Linked DNA regions of Danio rerio: all the other regions are linked to region 2. The links are chromatin contacts, called in public Hi-C and HiCAR-type maps. All regions are on one chromosome and are shown on one strand. The core of a region is the stretch at or near the end of the contact, and the rest is flanking DNA. Distances in the headings are between cores, read along the strand shown. Region 1 has its middle 16 kb from the start of si:ch211-51a19.5. Region 2 holds the start of foxo3b (forkhead box O3b). Region 3 has its middle 4.1 kb from the start of si:ch73-257c13.2. Region 4 has its middle 8.6 kb from the start of si:ch211-51a19.5.

Evidence for each region. Hi-C and Micro-C count contacts between places; a contact is called where the count stands out from the background. HiCAR-type assays count read pairs that join an accessible place to other places.
Region 1: a contact with region 2 is called in a HiCAR-type map of caudal fin, with 5 times the contacts expected there. The contact joins the enhancer-like site here to the promoter of foxo3b in region 2. A contact is called at or near these places in 5 of 18 Hi-C or Micro-C datasets (caudal fin, embryo and fibroblasts) and 1 of 4 datasets of contacts at active chromatin or transcription factors (caudal fin).
Region 3: a contact with region 2 is called in a Hi-C map of embryo, with 2.2 times the contacts expected there. The contact joins the enhancer-like site here to the promoter of foxo3b in region 2. A contact is called at or near these places in 3 of 18 Hi-C or Micro-C datasets (caudal fin and embryo) and 1 of 4 datasets of contacts at active chromatin or transcription factors (embryo).
Region 4: a contact with region 2 is called in a Hi-C map of hematopoietic stem cells, with 5 times the contacts expected there. The contact joins the enhancer-like site here to the promoter of foxo3b in region 2. A contact is called at or near these places in 1 of 18 Hi-C or Micro-C datasets (hematopoietic stem cells) and 1 of 4 datasets of contacts at active chromatin or transcription factors (embryo).

The regions. Positions count from the first base shown.
Region 1 is chr20:34,979,078-34,981,777 of GRCz12tu, forward strand. It overlaps a transcript of sesn1 not described here. Among named protein-coding and RNA genes, the nearest start is that of si:ch211-51a19.5, 16 kb to the right of the region's middle. Within about 2 kb of position 1,439, at least 54 of the 62 cell types and tissues checked have an H3K27ac peak or open chromatin away from gene starts, as enhancers often do. A contact at or near this core is called in caudal fin, where this site is marked.
Region 2 is chr20:35,139,385-35,142,084 of GRCz12tu, forward strand. foxo3b (forkhead box O3b) reads right to left here and starts at 1,328. Exons shown (of 4, transcript NM_131085.1): 1 at 801-1,328. The region is part of intron 3 of LOC141379314 (a long non-coding RNA gene); the gene reads left to right.
Region 3 is chr20:35,355,484-35,358,183 of GRCz12tu, forward strand. No RefSeq gene overlaps it. Among named protein-coding and RNA genes, the nearest start is that of si:ch73-257c13.2, 4.1 kb to the right of the region's middle. Within about 2 kb of position 1,403, at least 4 of the 62 cell types and tissues checked have an H3K27ac peak or open chromatin away from gene starts, as enhancers often do.
Region 4 is chr20:35,003,986-35,006,685 of GRCz12tu, forward strand. It overlaps a transcript of sesn1 not described here. Among named protein-coding and RNA genes, the nearest start is that of si:ch211-51a19.5, 8.6 kb to the left of the region's middle. Within about 2 kb of position 1,391, at least 10 of the 62 cell types and tissues checked have an H3K27ac peak or open chromatin away from gene starts, as enhancers often do.

The sequences.
Region 1 (2,700 bases), core at 189-2,688, 160 kb before region 2:
AGTCTAACTTTCAGTATATATATATATATATATATATATATATATATATATATATATATATATATATATATATATATATATATATATATATATATATGTATATATATATATATATATGTGTATATATATATATATTTTTTTTTTTTTGTATACTAATGTCAGTCTTGTATATTTTGAAAGGAAGGTTTTTATTTTTAAAAGAAGAAATCACATTTCCTCTTTTTTCCCCCAGATTTCATACAAATTAATGTAAATACACAAGAGCCAAATGTGTTAGCCAGTGGTTTGGTTGATTTGTTTGCTACGAATAGTGTTATGCAATGGCCAGTTAAGAACGAGATGGCAATATATAACTCAATCATCATAGCATGACTATAATAAACTAATGTGACCTCCCTGGATCGTGTATGTGTGTGGGACAGTTTTAGATTTACACGTCGGACCGTTTTTGGATTAGCACTTCAACTAGAATGATCCTGAAGCCTTGAATGACCTTATATCAGACACATAAGCTTTGTGTCAGGTCAAAATATTGTAAAACTCCTGACAGTTTTCACAATTTTATGAAATAAAAGTAAGTTTTTGCTATGAAATGCTAATATATGTAAATATTTTATGTCTCTATTAATCTCACCTTCAAAATAATATTGTGATGTTTTCTGGTGTATGATCTGGATTATATAACCAACTTTAAGTAGACTACATTTTAAAAAATGATTCATGCTGTACATTCATATTCTCCAACCATCTACACGTCTGTATATGACTGTTTATCATAAATATATATTTTATTTTATTATTTTATTTAGCAAGAATACATTCAGCTGATCAAAAGTAAAAGTATCAGAATATTAGAACAGAGTCCACCTACAGTATTTTAAATTTTAATATATTACTGTATAAATAAATACATTCAGTTTGTACTTCAATTTGTAAAGCATTTTTGATAAAAAAAAATCACCTGTGGTATGCATAAGCGACATAATATGGAAGAAATTTTATTAACCTGACTAATATACCATGTTAAAGCCATGTTAGTACAATAAACATAATACCTAACATATGAAAAGAATTGCAAATTAATTTCACACCAGTTTTATTTGTAATTTTATTTGCATTTTAGTAGCTGATTTATTTGAATTGTGTCAAGTACAGAATTCTCTACTCTCTTTACTATTAAACTGTATCTCCTAATGCCTCTGACATCTCAACTCTTATATAGTTCTGCCAATTCAATGTCTTTCATTTCACCTCTTCATATCAGGGAGCTGATCATTCTGTCTGGGTTTATTTTGTGATAATGACTAGCTGACTTTATTTCTGGATTGAATTAACACCAAGTGTGTGTGCGTGTGTGTTTTGACTCCATCAGCAGAGCTAATGGCCAGGTGTTATTGCTTCTGTTCGGTACAGATAGTGCTTTCAGTTGGAGTTATGGGCCAACCGCACCCTCCCCATCAGCTTACTTAATAACTGTCATCAGCGTGTGCGAGAGTGGGCGCTGGGCTCCCAAATACCTTCCCAATATGGGCAGTTCATAGTCTATTTATGCCAGGTCCTGACCTCTGTTGCATTAGCATAATAAATCAACAGAGCGAGATAAACAGAGAGGGAGATGATAAAACAAAGAGATGGGGTACAGTGAAAAACAACACGCACACAGATGCTTGGTAGCTCCACCCCTCTGCTTTGCCATTGGCCGAGACGCACAGCATGGGTGCACTGTGATTGGATTAGAGGATACACACCTCCAGAACTCTAGAATGTGTTTGCCTACTCTGTAGAAAAAAAAAAAAGACCACTGCAAAGTGAGACAGAAGCATGTAGAAAACGGAAAGGGGGTTTGGAAAAGGGGGTGTGAACCATATGGCTGGATATGTTCCAGATATTTCTAGGAAATCAGAGAACTGTTTGTTTGCGGTGATGCCTGGGAGACAAAAGGAGCTGACCCATATTAAACCGCTGATTCTCGATCCTGCTTCCTTAGCTACTCTGTTTATTGCTCCTATTTAGGCATTCCTGGAATCATATCCCAAGTAGCTCCCATCTGGCCAAAAAAACTAAAAAAAAAAAAAAAAAAAAAAATCATGTTTTTCTGCATCTCCATGCTTAGAAAACCTGCCTTATGGTAGATCTACTTTTGATTTGCATATTTCATCATGCCTTCTTGGTCAACATAAAGTACTATTTTAATGTCTTCTGTTTTTATTTCTACTAGACATCAATTTAACTAATTAGATTAGCTAATGCGTTCAGTTTAATGAAGCCTATTTGCTGTTAAAGTAAATAAACATTGGCTGAAGAAACTAAGCATGCAGACTTTCATCATTAACAGCATGAAACAGTCTTTGATTGTATGCACATGACTATTCAATATGAAAGAAACAAGACAAGCATACTTGTAGGTGTCTGTAACAGTGGGCAGTGTGCAGGTCTTTTTTTAGGAATCTGTGTTGTTTTTTTGAAGGCTTGATCTATTGCTGTGGCTGTGACGCATATGCCTTGGACTCTGTATGACCCTCTGTGTGGCTGTATTTTCAAGCCCAGTGCAAATGAGAAACAGGTCTGCTGTACTTTGCATTGCTGCCATATTTTTGAATGGTAAACGGGACAAACTGGAATCCCAGAGAGTGTTATTACACAAATACATGTTCAAAACAAGCCAAAGCATGACATCTTCCCAGTTAAATGAGGTGGTAA
Region 2 (2,700 bases), core at 78-2,577:
GCATTGACAAACGTACTAATATAACTACTAATACTAGCATTAAATATTAACATTCTGCCATCCGAATAAGGGAATCATTATTGAGATAGTAAATCCATTAAATATGTCATTCTGAAATGTGTCTCATAAACGCACCTACTGTAGAACGAGCGAGTGCGCGCGCACACGTCTGTGGTGGTACGCGCAACACTCACGTGAAAGTATAAACAAAGCTTAGCATGAACGCGAAGTGCTCCGGTTTCAGTTTAAATCAGCACTCGCTTGATGGCACATATTCTTGCTCTTTGAACTTTCATAATGATACTCGTTGACATATTTGAGACTGTTCATATTTCAGTGGACGGATGATATCTACACCTCTTATTGTGAAAGCGGAGAATTTAGGGCATCTATTTACACTGCGTAGCAATATTCTACATTATTCAGTACATTATTGATAATATAACTAACAGTTGATTGTCAGCCAAAAAGAAGAGCGTGCACAACAAATGGATTTTTTAAAAATAGCAATGTATTATACATCAATGAAGTGAGTTTTAAAATAATAAAGAAATGTATGAGACTTATAGGCTTGTTACAAATAAATACAATGAAATAAAATATTTCTTAAGGTGTGTGTGTGCACTGCACAATCTGCAGACATTAATCTCAAATGTGAGCCAAAATGTCCTCATACTGACAGTCCTACTATTCAGTATACATAATAATAACAACAACAAGTTTGACTAGAAATAGAATATTGACCTCCATGCAGACTGTACATGAATATATGTATCAAAATGCAATAGCTCAACACGTACCATTCATCCAGCGCCGTGTCTCCTCTCTGTGTCGCACTCCAGTCACTTGGTGCACTGATGTAATTCAACTATATCTCTCCAGCGCACCTTGGACAAAGCGCCACAACGTCACTGCACACAAGCATCACCAGCAGTAACTCACTGTAGTGACAAAAGAACTGACCTGTCAGAGCCGCAGCGCGTTCAACGAGCTATTCAGCCAAAATCAGATCAGGACAACTACTATAACCAGGACAGAGCTACGCGTGCTCGTTAGCTGCAGTGATCATATCTGTATTAATTCCCAGATTAACTCAATGTCTCTTCGCTTTCCGAAATCTCTTTAACAGTTAAAGGTAAAGACGCATCTGTCGCGCATTGTCAGTGGCTGCTAGTTAGAGCGCGCGCCGATGCCGATGTCACGGACGGTACATTGAGGAAAAAAATCCCCTCCAGAAAGCTTCTTCACCTATCTATCTATCTATCTATAGGCACAAGAGGACTTTCTGGTCTAATCGTCTGTCAGCGCTCTAGCGAGCTCAACTTAGAACTGAGTGACTGGAGGAGGGCGAGAAGAGAAGCGCAGCCTCTACCGCTGACAGAGCCCTGCCCCCTGGATTCCGCGTACGGGATCGCCTCTTAAAGGGCCACTGCTCCCTCCTAGAGCACAGCTGCCATCAGGCGAGAGGACATGTTCAAACAAGTCACTCCACAGCACTGACAGAGGGAGCCTGTATCACTTTATCTGATTTCCAAATATAGATTCAGTTGCTAGAATTTGTGGTTCAGGCATGCAAACAACGTTATCTGGGTATATATCAAAAATGTGCTATAGAATAGACACCCTTGTCCACGTAACGCAAGTAAATACATTGTGCAGTATTGGTTATAACCAAAGGCCTGAGAAAATACATGCGATTAGTAAAATCAGAGTGTACCTTCAGGATAATGACATAGATTGAAGACAGCATTCTCATGTAACGCATGTGGTAACGTTTTTAGTGTTAGATGGTGGGTTATAACCAGGGGCGGATTTAACCAATAAGCGAGGTCAGCAGCCGCTTAGGGCCTCTGGAAATCTGGGGCCCCCCAATAAATATCTAGAAGTATAAATTATACCTATAAACTATATATAACATTGTTTCCTAACATATGGTGAGAGTTAAACAAGTACAATTTTAACATAATTAAATATTAATTAGTATACAATCAAATTTAATATTATTATAATAATGTAATGTAATAATAATATTACAAAATAAAATATCCATCATGGACCACCCCAGCAGTAAAACTTATATTAAAAAAACTATACGTTTAATTTTAGCTGTAAATTCACAATAAAGATAATAATCATTTATAATGTAGAGACTACATTAATTTAAAATGTAGAAAAGAAGATTGAGTGATATAACAAACCACAATATAAAAAAATAATAGTAAAAGTAGGAAGTGTGCATTTCAGAACTTGGGCCCCATGGCTGGAATTGCTTAAGGCCCAAAAATCACTAAATCCACCCCTCGTTATAACATAGGTGTCAAACTCAATTCCTGGAGGGCCGCAGCTCTGCACAGTTTTGCTCAAACCCTGATCAAACACAGCTGATCCAACTAATGAAGATGTTCATGACTCTTTTGAACACCCCGATTATTTGGATCAGCTGTGTTTGACAGGAATGGAACAAAACTGTGTAGAGCTGCGGCCCTCCAGGGATTGAGTTTAAAACCCATGGGTTATAATCATATGACTGATCTTCAAAGTAATTAAAAAGTCATGTTTTTATTTTCCTGTCATATTCTCTGTTCCGTTTAAGTGTTATTTGATTTCTTCTGTGAAACAAGGTTTGATCCTAGGCAGAATGTTCTTTCTGGATTTTAGTTCTACACCACAAAATTCAGCTTCAAATCAGTGTTAATTTGA
Region 3 (2,700 bases), core at 153-2,652, 220 kb after region 2:
GGATGGATGGATTGGTTGATCAGTGGATGAATAGATAGGTGGATAGATCGATAGACACTAAATAAATAAATGGATGAATAGATGGATGGATATATCGATAGATCGATGATTAAATGGATGGATGGATGGATGTATAGATGGATGGATGGATGAATGGATGGATGGATATATGGATGGATGGATTGATATATAGATGGATGGATGAATAGATAGATGGGTGGACAGTTGGATGGATGGATGGATCAATGGATAGATCGATGTATGGATGGATGGGTGGACATATAGATTGATGGATGGATGGACGGATGGATGAATAGATAGATTGATGGATGTATGGATATTTGGATGGATGGATGAATATATAGATGGATGGATGAATAGATGAATAGATAGATGTATGGGTGGATATATAAATTGATGGGTAGATGGATGGACGGATGGATGAATAGATAGATTGATGGATGGATGGATGGATGGATGGATGGATGGATTGATAGATTGATGGATGTATGGCTATATGGATGGATGGATGAATATATAGATGGATGGATGGATGGATGGGTGGGTGGACAGTTGGATAGATAGATGGATGGATGAATGAATAGATGGATGGATAGATTGATGAATGGATGGATGGATGGATGTATTGATAGATATGATGTTTAGCATGCTTAACCCTTAAGGGTCATACTGTATTTATAATTTAGTAAGCAAAAGTAAACAAAGTACAATAACTGTATTTAGGATATAAACAATGTGAATTTATCACAAATTAGGTTTCTTCATCAGTTCTGTCTCATTCATCGTTGCTTTATTTTAATCATCCTTTATGATTCATTCATCTATTTAAAACTGCCAAATCATCCATCATACATGTGGTGTATGCACATTTTGTGCAACGCTAAAACCTTTTAAAACGGTCAATTACTTAATTAGCCAAAGCTGAATATGCTGCTTTGTTGAAGAAATATAGCGTTATAATTAGCGAACTCTCACTTAAGAGCCAGCGTGTGTTGCTGAATGAAAGGGGCTATTATGACCTCATGAGGGGCGAAGTCTGAAGATCATGGGATTATGGTATTATGATAGATTATAGAATCACTTCATCACAGTTATTTAGCAGCGCTGCAGAGTTCTCTCCCTTTCCACCGCTGATTATTCTTAAAAGTTCCACCCCATTACAAAGGTCGTATGAGAGGTCAGCTGTAGGAGACATTATCGCAGATGCTGATTGGTGTGTCAGAAACCTAAGGTGGATGACTTGTGTTCCCTGTGGCTTCTTTTAATAAGACAACAGGATCACAGTGGGAAAGGCTTACACAGGCCCGGGGGGTCTGGCTGAGTAAGAGCTTCTGAATAGGGGGTTATGCCATGAGGGCAGAAACATCTGACCCTGTTGGGCACCCCTGCCCACTCATCTCTGGGTACAGTGGATTGCCCATCAGCTGTATTAGACGGCTACAGAGCCTCTTGAGGCGGATAAGAGATGAGATTTTAGGTAGGCAATAAGTGGCGATTGTCCATCTTCATCCAATTCAGGGCCATTTCTAGTGTGATTGGTGTTTGAATAGCTCAGTTTAAAACAACTGAAAGCAATGAATGAAACAAATCATTTGCTTCACTATTAATCAAAGTCTATATCAATGTTTTTTCCTAGTTACTTTTAATCTTAACAATGGATGGATGGATAGATAGAGTTGGTAAAAGCAGGAGCCAATAACAGAACCAATGTGTTTGTCCAATTTTAATGCACATGAGAGGCTCTGAAGGCAGATACGCAGCCCAGATCTAGGCAGGTATAGCCTGAGAATGTTCAGTAGGACTGAAAACATTCACCTCTGTTATCTTCATTTAACCTTTAAACAGTTTGAGATTTTGACCTTGTCTAAGCACCTGAAGGTACTAAGATCTAAAAGGGAATTTCTCTTGATATGTTAGTAAATCTGGGTGTTGTCAACATAGTTATGAAAAGACAGGCCACGCCTCCTCATAATGGCTTCCAAATTAAGCATACAAGGAGAAAATGGAGGGTGTCAGAAACGAGCCTTGAAGTAGGCCACAGATGAGATAAGCAAGGATGAGAAGTTAGACTGAAACGTCTGAAGGACTTTAGTTCATATACAACAAAATAGAGTGCTGCTGACAGAACTGAAAGAGCCAGGACCATAGAGTCAGTTGGTAGCAAGAAGGATATCCTTTGATACTTTAAGAAGGGCCGTTTGAGTATTATGAGAATTTTTTAAACCAGACTGAAAAAAATGTTAGTCGTACTGTTTAATGTTTTTTTTTTTTTTTTGTCACTTTTTAATCTTAACGATGGATGGATGTAAGAACTAACTAAAACAAATGCAAAAAAACGTATGTATATACGAACACTTGTAATTGGTATCACACGTAATTGGCATGTTATGGAATTTAACTATGGCAAATACATGAGAGGAGATGGAAAGCTATGTCTACACATTTTCCTGAAACATTTACAACGTCAGTTCGTTCTTGTGTGAAGATAGAGGAAAAGAAGGAAATGTATAGCAAAATAGCTTGTAATTTTTTTATTTAGTTTTTTCTTTATGTTTAGTTTTTTGTCTTATTTTTGTTCTTCTACTATATTTTTTCTTTTACTATTTAATTGTTCTTAGTAAATAAAAAATGTACATTTCTACATGGGCTTTTATTTATGTTGTCTAGCAGCTATAGATT
Region 4 (2,700 bases), core at 141-2,640, 140 kb before region 2:
ATTTAAACATTTTAATAACAATTCATTTTTATACACAATAATTTTAGAACAAAATAGTTTTAAAATGATTTTAAATGAATTATTTTCTACTTGAATAAATTTTGAAATAAAATGTATCCCTGTAATGGCAAAGCTGCATCCATAAATCCTTCCGTGTAACATGAGCCTTCAGAAATATTATTCTAATTTGGAACATAACTGCATTTTCAGAGGAAATACATTTTTTAAGACACTTCAGAAAGCATATAGCACCAGGTTCTTCCAATGCTATCTCACAGCAATTCGTAACTTTTTGAATTAGTGGCTGATCCGTATGAATTCACATGATCTCATTCATACAATTTAATACAATTGCTCATTCCCCAATGATGGTTGGGTTTACCTTTTTAAAATCGTACATTTTCGAATGACTGAACTTGTACGGTTTAGCCACTTAACTGACAAAACGTCAAAAAGTTACGTTTCGTCATGAGATCAGGCTAGTTTTACAGGTATTAATTATGGCTAAAATTAACTGCTTATGAGGTTAAATAGTGAAGTGATGCCGTTTGTTTCAGCTTAATATCAGACAGCTGCACAAAGTGTTAACTTATTCCATTAAACATCCTTTGAGTGCCTGTTAATCTGCAAACAATTCTAACTGATTAAACTGAAATTGCCCGTCAGAATTGAGTAATTATAAGAGTGCACATTATGTGTGGCCAAATGTGAAATGTTTCATTTCAGAAATGATTTGCTTAATTGTCTTCCTTCCTAATGTTGACGCATCATTTATTATTTAAAACCTTTCATTAACATTACATACTGTTTGTAATGTTTTACTTGAATTTTAAGTGAGATAAATGACCTAAACATCATTTGTTTTGATCATTTGTTTTAAATAAACATGTTGTTATTAATATGACATTAAAGCCATCGATTACACTGATTAATTGGTTAATGATGAGGTCATCATACAAAACAACCACATCATAATATATATTTTAAATTAAAATTTATGAACAGTAATGGACATTTCAGACAAGAAACACACCAACCATCTATCTACTTGAGTACAAAATCAGTGACGGTACTAGCACGTCTTTTATCAGCTTTTCATCTAGGATGCCCATTCCAAACCTTCAAGTGGCAACATACATGTAAAGCATTCCTCAGATAAACCACTACTACATCAGTCACACTGGGTCTCCACAATTTTGTGACAGGTGTCGTCACCTTTGAAACGTCTCCTCTTGAAGATGTTTGCATTGTGTTTTCACTATCATGGAAATACAAGATTTCAGACTTTTGTGAGCTTTATCCATGGAAAAAAATGTGCGAGAAAGGGACGGGGCCTTCTGGGTTGCGCTCCAGTGGCCCTACAGCTCTGTCACCACCGCAGTGATGTCATCATGGCAGCTGGTGCTACATGTTCTCTTTGTTTCCGGACTTCCTGCTGCGCGACACCAAACCCTATCCTTCTCTTCTCTCATTTACTTTCTTCCTTCCTTCTCCTACTCTTTCATTTTTTTTTTATTGACCATGTGTCAATTATATGCTTTTTGGGGGGGAAATGACAAATCTAATCTTGCCTTTTGAGAAACGAGAAAGTCAACATGCGATGATGTCACTTGACCTCACTTTTCACAGATTCTGGCCTGATCACAGCTGGTGGAGGTTCAAGCACATGTGTGTGAGAAAAAGTAGGAGCATAGCAGACGTGTGGGTTTCTGTGAGATCAAGGACTCTGTTGACGTGCACTTCTGCCAGTCTCTGTCTGTCTCTCATGTATTCCCGTAACATTAGGCAGTTACAGTAAATACTATATTCATACTCACTGTAAAAAATGCTGGGTTCCACACAATTCCTTCATGTCGTCCCGACACAAACGGATTAAGCTAACTAAATCATTTTTTACAAATTTAAGTGGATTAAACATGAAAGAATTAAGTTATCTGAAGAACAGATTGCGTTGTTTCAACTCATTTTAAATAAAATGCAGCAAAAGTTTTAAAGAGCTGAGTAGGGCCAGACAGAATCTGCGGACATTTTTTGAAATTTCTGTGGAGAATTGTGTTAAAAACCTGCGGATTTCTGCTGAATGATTTTGGGAGTATCATAACTAAAAACGTAATATGAAATAAAAAATAATACATTTTTAACTTTTATTTAATGTTTAAAATGCTAATCCAGTTATATCAATTTTATTTGGTAAGTCTTTCACAAAGCAAAGCAAGTCTCACTTGTAATATATACTAAAAGAAGAAAATATTAATTTACAAACTGTATTGTAAATAAATCATATGAACATTTTCATATTAGATAATAATTAAACTGAAATTAATTTAAAAACTGAATAAAAATAAATGTACACACATTTACTCAAGTAAATAAAAAAGAATCAATGATTAAAAATTTAAAATCTGCGGAATTCTGTGCGCGCAGATTCTGTGTGGGCCTAGTGCTGAGTTATACTCATAAATGTGTTTCATTTTGATCTAAAATGCAAATATAAATATTGGGAAATTTTATTGCAAATTGAGTTTTTTGTATTTTGAAAAAAAAGTAATTTGTATTTTGATGTACTTAGAAATATAAAAATTATCAGCTGTTATTTTTCAGATGTAATTTTTCTGTTAGATTATATTCATTCATTATTTTCCTTTGGCTTAATCCCTGATTGATCATGGGTATGCGCAGCATATGTTTTATGCAGCAGAT